2 separate regions of the Rattus norvegicus genome follow, and region 1 is linked to region 2. The links are chromatin contacts, called in public Hi-C maps. All regions are on one chromosome and are shown on one strand. The core of a region is the stretch at or near the end of the contact, and the rest is flanking DNA. Distances in the headings are between cores, read along the strand shown.

Region 1 (4,395 bases), core at 1,109-3,608, 93 kb before region 2:
CCTCAAACTCAGTGTACAGCCAAAGGATAGCCTTGAACTTCTGAGATTGCTGCCTCTGTGTCCCACACCCACATGTGGCTCATGCAACACCGGGTGTCATGATGCTCCACATACACCCTGCGAAGCACAGAAGATCAACGCTTTTCTGAGCTGGAGGTTATAGGTACATGTGGCCACATCCAGTTTGGTTCTTGCCTATTGCTTTTTATATGCGTGGAAGAGTTCTAAAATCAGGTCCCCATTCTTCAACAGACACTCACATAGACATCTTCCCACCCCTGAAAATAAAAAAAAAATTTTCAATTGAAAAAAATCTATACACACTAGTACTCAGGATGTTGGAAGCAGGAGGACTGCACAGTTCTAGGCCAGCCTGCATGTCATAGTCAAAGCCTGAGGGGAGGGGTATGTGGCATACTGCTTAATATCAGTAGAAAGAAAGGGCTATGGCTTGTTTTGCTCTTCCAGATGGAGCCCCCAAGAGTAGCCCATTATTGTCTGTCTGCACGGATGCATGTGTACAAACCACCTGACAAGCTGCTGGGGAATCCGAGAGAAATCCTCTTCCAATCTGCATCAAGCCAGCCCTGCGCTTCCTTCAGAACCCTCTCCTAATCCTCCTGTTACCTACCCTGCATTAAAAATACAAGAAAATGGTCTTCAGTTTAATCATTTCCTTTACTCTACATTAGCATATGATTACTAAAAGTATAAAACTTCTGAAACAAAAGGCCACCGATATCTCCTTATGCAAAACTTATAGCAAGTGTTAAATAATTGCCCACATTTCTTACTGCACACAGATCATGATGTTTAGCCCTGAACTGCTGCAGCATTAGGCTGGGATGCAGCTCTGGGACTCAGCGGCAAAGCTTGACAGGCACGGGCAAAGCCAGGTTCTGAGCTCAGCACTGAAGCAGTACAGGACCCCGCACCGACCTTGTAGGAAGCTGAGGGGGACACTCTCACACAACACTCCAGAGTTTTCTTTCTCTTTCCATTCCTACATCTCATTTTCTACCTTCTTTCTTACACTTTCTTCTCACAATGCCTCCTTCCATTCTCTCTCCCACACCCACACCCACACCCACCCACACACACCCACCCACACACACCCACCCACACACACACACACACACACACACACACTTAGAAAGCATGTCTTTCTTCACTCTCACTTTCCTCCTTTCTTCCTCTCTTTTTCCTCTGGGTGGCGTCAGCCTGCTCTCTTCCCACCTGACCCCATCTGACAGCTCACACACACCCTTGGGGGCCTCGGGGCTCCCAGAGGACAGCAGTCCCCACAGGAGCAGACTTCTGAAACTGAGGCTGGCAGAGCCTCCTCTGATTACAGTTTGCCATCTGCTGCTGCAGAGAGGGCTTGAGATTTGGGCTGTTGAATTTTTGTTTTGCTTCTCTCTCAGACATGAAAGAACTGACTTCGTTTTCCTGTGAAGGAGCAAGTGTGGAGCACAGGAACACAGAACGTGTGCATATGCACACACAGGTGTGCACACACACAGAACATGCACACACACGGAACATGCACACACAAACCCTCTGCAATATATTCACATGCAGGGAGCATAGAGATATAGCTCAACTCGCAGTGAGAGCTGGCGTCATACTTACAAAAACAATAGGGCATGAACCCTCTTCTCCCGAAACAGAAAACCATGCAATGCTCTCAAAAATAAAATGGTTAAGTCTGCAGAGTGTTTAATGTGATATGAAAAAGAATCCACTAGAACATCTCTTATAATACTTGTTTTGAGACAGTTCATTCCCAAAACACATTTTCCATTGCTATAATCGTTTAAAGTGCTCATCTTTCTGGCTTTTACAGTAATCTGCAAGTGTGAAACAAATATACAATGCACAGTGGGGACGTGCAAGGGCTTAATCTACTGTACTTTCATTTGCCAAAACCAAGAGTTGCGGGGCAGAGACGCAAAAGTGCTTATCAATTCCACTGGTCTAATGAACAAATACAGTTTCTATAATTTTCATTGCGGTGTTCCACGGCTGAGTGAGTGTCAGGCCAATGCCAAAGTACAGGTTCCATTTGAATGACATATGGCTGCCGTCAACCAGAGACATGTTACAACATTAAACAACACAAGTAGTCAGAACAAGAATACAAAATATCAAATTAACCTTCTCTCACTCACACTGTGCATCAAAGTCCTTTCAGAAGCAATTCTACGTAGTGGGTTTGTTGTGGCACCTTCCCAACTTTGGTATTCCACACCCCACCCAGTGGGACATGGTGGAGGGCACAGGTACACAGGCCAGCAGTGTGGACACAGTGACAGGCACAGGGCACAGGCCAGCACTATGGACACAGTGACAGGTAAAGGGCAAAGGCCAGCACAGCTACGAAAGCCTCCTAGGGCTCAGCTGACATCAGGGGCTGAAGTGAGCCCCAGCCCTACCTGCCTTTGTTAGAATATGTCACCTCCTTGATCAGCAGCCTCCATACCTCCCCAGGATAGAATGACGTGTTATCCACCTCACTGAGTAACAGCTGCCAAGATAACAGACTCTAAGTGGTCAACTATGCAAATAACCACATGACACTAGGATTTAGCTCACCAGAGAATGACCTCAAGCACACCTGCCTACCTGCCTGCTCATGCTTTTGGTAGTACAAGCCATGAACCTGCTTTGGTATTTGGCTAACTCTCTACCCTTCTCTGCTCTTTAGAGAAGGGACACCAAGACAATGATTCCACACACTACTGCCAGGAGACCCAGATAAGAGGGCACACACACTCTGACTTACCTGTGACACAAAGAAACACAAGCACTCGGAATATTCCTGGGCGTGTACATGACAATACCCACTGTCAGATGTACCCTTACACTCAGAAACGAGAAGAGACAAGGAAAGGTTAGGGCGCAGTGGACGCAGCTGTGCAGCTCTGAACAGGTTCCACCATCCCCTTGCTCTGCCCTACTTGCTGTTCTAGTCCTTCAGCCTTCCTGGCAATTCTGCTACCAAGGAATCCAGCAATACTCGCCTTGCTTCTTGTGCTAGACAGTTCTTGCTGTGTGAAACTAGGAACCGTGGGTAATAAAAGTGGCTCCCAAAATAGGAGACAGATAAGCAGAGTGCTGGAGAACTTCAAAACACACAACAGCAAGTCCCTAAGATCCAGGGACAGCCAGCTGCCAGCAGCACAGCAAATGTGGAGGCTAGACCTGCGGCAGAGGGAACACGAGGGTGAGAGAAGCAGTTCACAGGAACTGGACAACTATCCGAAGTCAAAGAGGCCCAGAGAGCGCATGGATGCACACACACATGCAGCTTTCCAAGTCAGGGGACTCTAGGGCACCCCTTCCTTTAAACTAGCCTTCATCAGGGCCTCTTGTGGCAGACGTTGAGAAAGAGCAGACATTCAGGATGAACACATTACATACCAACAGGTAATTTTACTGTTGGGAGGTAAGAGTTGGAATGAAGCTGGGCAAACACAGGGGGAGGAAGCAGAGAAGCGATGATCCAGCCACAGTAAAAACCCACAGTGACCTCATGCTTGGTACTGGAAACCTAGTCAAGTAACCGAGGTAGTGGCGTCATGCACCTTGGGGGACTCTCTGCGACTACCACCTTACTACACTAGCGTAGGCCCTAACTCTTCTATGTCCCGCAGCCCACAGACGGCGGTGGTTCTCATACCCACCTCATCAAGGAAACGTCTCTTCGCACAAAGATATTACAAAGAAACACAACCAATCAAAATAGGTCGTGGGGCCCTGTCCCAACCAATCAGCTACAGAACATTCCCACACCTATGGCTCAGGGAACACTGCAGAAAGGAGGGTGAAAAGACTGAGGCAGAGGATCAACAAGTTTGCTGTGAGCCCATGTAACCTAGGAATGTCTGTCAGGAGTGGTATCATAAAGTTTCACCAAATGATTGTCTGACATTGTCAGCAATAGACACACCAGAGTACACATGTTTTCGGCCCTGAAAACATACACGTAACACTGCGTGGACTGAGCAGGTCTACAAGGAAGGGTTTGGGAGATTGAAAGGGAAGAGAGAAATGATGTAATCACGTGATCATCCAAAAGGGAAAGGGAAACAACACACCTGGTGTCAATTTCAGCTGCAGTCTTAGTCCTCAGGCAAAGGGCAGAAGGAGATAACTACAACCAAAGGCTGGACCATTAGAGAAGCCAGGCCATTGGGCTAGCAAGTGGGCTTGACTGACAGGTTGTCGATCACTGAAGAGCCACCTGGGGCATTTACATCGTCTTCCGCGTCTTGTGACTGTCATGGGAAAGGTGAACAGTCACCAGTTCTCAGCACCTGGGATTCATGGCAACTTTGAAAACACAATGGCTATAAAAATGCATCTGATAAATTCCACACCGAGCAGGAATCC
Region 2 (4,620 bases), core at 743-3,242:
CGGGCCTGGCGCGGGCACGCAGCACGCCGAGAGGGCGCGGGGCAGCCCGGCTACCCGGCCCCGCCAGCTCCGGCACCGGCCCGGCGGCGCCGCGCCCCCGCCACCCCCGCCAACCGCCGGGAAAAGTACCCGGCGAAGAAAGAAAGTCGGGCTCGCGGCGCGAGGCCCGGGCGGAAGCAGGCCCGGCCGGGCGCGGGGGTTACCTGGGATCTGCCCATGGTCGGTCCAGGGGTGCCGGGGCTCATCGCCGGGTGATTCCTTTGTTGCGCGGCCGCCCAGGCCGGGCTGGCAGCGGCGTACTGGGCGCCTAGGTCCTTGCCCAAGCCCATGCCCGCGGCCGCCTGCTGGCCACCCGCCGCCGCCCCCGCCGCCGCCGCCGCCTGGGACTGGGGCTGCGACGGCGGCGGCGGCGCGCTGGAGCTGCTGTAGTCGGGGTAGCTACCGCCGTAGCTCCGCATCATGGGGCTGGGCGAGGTGAGCAGCTGGTTGAGGGTCGGCGTGGCCCCCGACGGGTGCTGGTTCTGGCCGGCGAAGCGCTGGAAGCCCCCCGCCGCCGCCGCCGCACCGGCGGCCGCCTTGCTGAGGCTCGCGGCCCCGCCGCCCCCGGGGCCCATCATCATGCCGCCGCCCTGCTGCCGCGGGGAGCTCAGCACCCCGTACCCCGAGGACGAGCCCCCATAGCCGCCGCCACCGCCTCCTCCTGCTGCTGCTGCTGCCGCCGCCGCGGCCGCCGCCGCCACAGCTCCGGCTCCTGCTGCCGCTGCCGCTGCCGCTGCTCCTCCTGCTCCTCCTGCTCCTCCTCCTCCTCCACCTCCTCCGCTGCCTCCTCCTCCTCCTCCTCCGCCGCCGCCGCCGCCCGCGCCGGGCCGGCTGTAGCCCGGATAATGGTTGTACTGGCTGTTGGGGTACCCTTCGTGGGAGTTCTGCAGGGGGTCCATGCTGCTGGGGGCCCCGGCGGCGGCAGAGGCGGAGTGCATCATCCCCATCCCGGGGCTTTGTTGTCCGCCATGTTGATCAAAGCAAGGCCCAGCGCGGCCGCCGGGGCCGCCGCTAGCAGAGGCAGCGCTGCCATAGTAATTATTAAACTCCGAGACGGCCGCCGGGCCGCCGCCGCCGCCCCCGGGCACGGCGACCGGCGCGGGCTGTTGCTGCGCGCCCAGGCCTGGGTGCTCATAGCGGCTGCCCGCCGGCTCCCCCATCTTGGGCGGCGCGTCGTCCTCGTCGCCCGGCTTGCTCAGCAGAGGCTGGCCCTGCGGGTCAGCCTGACTGCCCGCGGCACTGTCCTTGGCGCCTCCATGTTGCGGCTGCTCCATGTCCGGGCCGGGCTGAGGCGCGCCGCCGCCCGCACCGCCCAGGCTGTTGTTGGCAGTGGGATGCTGCTGCTGCTGCGGCGGCGGCGGCGGCGGCTGCTGCTGTGGCTGCGGCGGCTGCTGGAACTGGTTTAGCTGCTGCTGTAGTGCGTGGTGGTGGTGGTGGAGGTGGTGGGCATGGTGGTGATGGTGGTGGTGGGCATGGTGGTGGTGGTGCTGCTGATGGGGCGGTGCAGCGGGGGCCTCGCCAACGGCTTTCAGTTTGTGGTTGGGGAGCAGCCCGGTCTCCATGGCCGAGCCGGGGCCCGCCGAGGAGGAAGAGGCCGCGACGGCGGCGGAGGAGGACAGCGCGGCGGCGCTTCCACCCTCCTTGAGAGCCGCCTCGGAGCCGCCGCTCTGCGCGCTGTTGGAGCTGGCGGCCGCCGCGGCGCTCGCGCTATGGGCCATGTTCAGGTCGTGACGGGGGTGCAGGGGGTGGTGGTGCACATTATTCAGGCCGCCGTCGCCGCCCCCCAGTATGGGGCCCGGAGCCGCCGCCGCCACCGCGCCGCGCGCGCCCGTCTCCAGGTCCCGGGCCCCGGGCGCCGGCCGCGGCCCCGAGGGCGCCCGCCTCTCGCAGCTGCCCGCCCGTGCCCGCGCCGCCGCTGCTGACCGCGCGGCCATGATCGCCGCGGCGTGGCGCGGCCGGGTGGGGTGGGGGGAGACAATGTCCCCACTCGCAGCCGGCCGCCCCTCCTGCGCGCATCCACGCGGCCCGCGGGGAAGCGCGGCGCCCTCCCCCCCCGCAGCCCCGGGCCGCCCGCCGGGGGCGCGCCTTTGCGCTCGGGGGCTCGCGCCCGCTACCGCCTGGACCGGCGGAAAGTTTTTTAGTTCCGCTTGCAATGAAACTTTTCTCTCTCCCTCTCTCACACACTCTCTCTCTCTCGCTCGCTCTTTTTTTCCCCTCTCTAGCCCGGATATGGGGGGGAAATGCACGACTTGCCTGAGCCTAATCGGGCCCAGCGCGGCGTGAGGGAGCCGAGCGAGCCGGAGCAACTATTATCCGCTTCTCTCCGAGGGCTGCTGCGCACTTGCAAAACGCGGACTGGACTCGGCCCCCGGCGCCGCCGCCGAGCGCACGCTCGCCCGCCAGCTCGCCCCGCTCGCTCCGCACTGCCTCGCCCGGCCTGGCGCGGGGGACCCGGCCTGGGGGAGCGGAAGGGGGGGACCGGCTGCCGGCGCTCGGGGCCTGAAGCTGTTCAGTCCCCTCGTGCCTCCGGTCTCCCTGCCAACCCGCGGCCCTGTGTTTGTTTTCACGTCTAAAGGGAGCGCTACGAAGGTGGAAAACGAGTCTGACGAGCAGACAAAAGAGAGAGAAGGGGCTGGGAAGCAAAGTTGTCTATTGGGCCTCAGAGGTGGTGAGGAGCCGATGGAGAAGGGAAACATTTAGGCAGGCCGGGCAAAAGCACTCAGTCTCTCTCAGGAGTTATGTAATTTTTCACAACCTTGGCCTCTGCGCCTGGATTTCAGGCCATCGGCGTAATTCCCACAACTTCATCCAACTGAGAAATTAGGAAAGACTTAAGTGAAGGTTAAGCCGCAAAGACTGCTGTGCCATGTACACAGCAGGCGCTCAATAATTGCTTATGATTCACCACCCTAATCCCCAAGGTGATGTTTATATAACTCTTTTTAAAGGCACCGTAAGTAGGTATGAAAACTCCTAGCATTCCCCACGGAGTATTTTTCTTATAATGCGTTTGGGTGTCCTCTCCAGTGTTAGCTCCAGACAGCATTCAGGAGACGTTTAACTATTAGTGCAAAAACAGCGACGGCTAAGGTTTATCTTGGGTCTTCATAAATCTACACGACGCCTTTCATCATATTTCAGAGGTTAATGTGTGCAATTAACCCTCTTGATATGAGTTCATTTCTAAGTAATGGGAAACAAAACCAAATAGATGTATTTAATAAACATAAAATCAATAATAATGCAAACAGCCTAATCCCAAAGCAGAAATATGCAGTAGTTGCCCATTTTAAAAAAGGTGCCCATAGTTTTAGCAGGATAGTGTTTTACACGATATTATCATGGAGTAACCAACCTCTTGACTGCCAAACTTCTTAACCTAAGCAACGGCTCCGTTGTGCTAGGGTGGCCCGATTTGTGTTGAGAGAAAGCATTTGAAACCAAAGGTTCCAGAGGCCAGGCTGAAGGAATATGCTAGATTCAGGTGCACTGTACTTTTCCAAAATCATTCTTTAGTCGCTCATAAAAAACTATTTTAGTTTATGTCAATTGCTGTGGTTGTTTGCTGGGCCAAGTGTAAATATTTTACATGGCTAAGTAGAAAATTCTAGATGTTAGTAATGACTAAATGGGGGTGGGGTGGGGGAGAGAATCGGGTATATACCCAAGGGTCACTGTAAAGTATAGAAACTGTCCATGACCCTATAGAAACAGCTGGAAAGCAGGGTTTTCATCCATATGTGTCAGAGTTACAGCCATAAGGCAAGTCTATGCCAAGTCATTCTTCATTTTTTTTGCCAGGAGAACACTACTTCTTCTTACCGTGCCTTTTTGACATTTTCCCCCTAGATCTTCTCTTCTATATTTGAATGTGTACTAATTATAGGGTTACACCACACTTTGGATTTTCAAAGTTTTTTCGTACACAAATAGAAATATATGCCTGTTTTGTGTATATGTCTATCGACATAATCTAAAATCAATTACATATTTATGCTTTTAGACATTTTCAGCCAAACTAAATATAAACATATAATCATAAAAGTGCATTTTTTTCAAACAAGTAGAATATATCAAAGTCAATTCAGACAAGCCATATGTTGTGACTTATTTTCACAACCGTGCCTAAAAGAGAAAATGAGTCACCAAGTTCAGTTCTGGCCTATTTCTTAGAAATATTTTCTTTTTCATGCCAAAACCATGAAAGTAGAAAGGGAGAGAGAGAGAGAGAGAGAGAGAGAGAGAGAACTATGTGAGTGAAATCTCATTTAACTCTAAGTCAACTGAGAGAGTGAAGCAGAGAGGCAGTAAAACAGAGCACCCAGCACAAGGAAATCAACCTGCTATAAAGGGCCACACATGCCACTTTTTCCTCCCCAGTGGCAGATGCCACACCCTAAAAGCAGACAGAAGGCACAGCAGCCTGCAGGAGTACAGGAGGAGCACAAAGCCTGCAGGACTCGGTTTTGTCTTTGCACAGAGAACACTGTCTTTTAAAGCAGGTCTTTGCTGAAGATAAAGTATGGACTCCTGTATATTCAACTTTCCCAGCGCACCTCCTTGGGAAAACATAACGGAAGT

Evidence for each region. A called contact is a pair of places that touch in the nucleus more often than the background predicts.
Region 1: a contact with region 2 is called in a Hi-C map of liver, with 2.4 times the contacts expected there. The contact joins the enhancer-like site here to the promoter of Arid1b in region 2. A contact is called at or near these places in 4 of 12 Hi-C or Micro-C datasets (the A7r5 cell line, frontal cortex, liver and 1 more).

The regions. Positions count from the first base shown.
Region 1 is chr1:48,064,859-48,069,253 of GRCr8, reverse strand. All of the region lies in intron 2 of Arid1b (AT-rich interaction domain 1B), which reads right to left. Among named protein-coding and RNA genes, the nearest start is that of Arid1b, 93 kb to the right of the region's middle. Within about 2 kb of position 2,358, at least 6 of the 93 cell types and tissues checked have an H3K27ac peak or open chromatin away from gene starts, as enhancers often do. A contact at or near this core is called in liver, where this site is marked.
Region 2 is chr1:47,971,369-47,975,988 of GRCr8, reverse strand. Arid1b (AT-rich interaction domain 1B) reads right to left here and starts at 1,992. Exons shown (of 20, transcript NM_001419802.1): 1 at 204-1,992. The coding sequence starts at 1,973.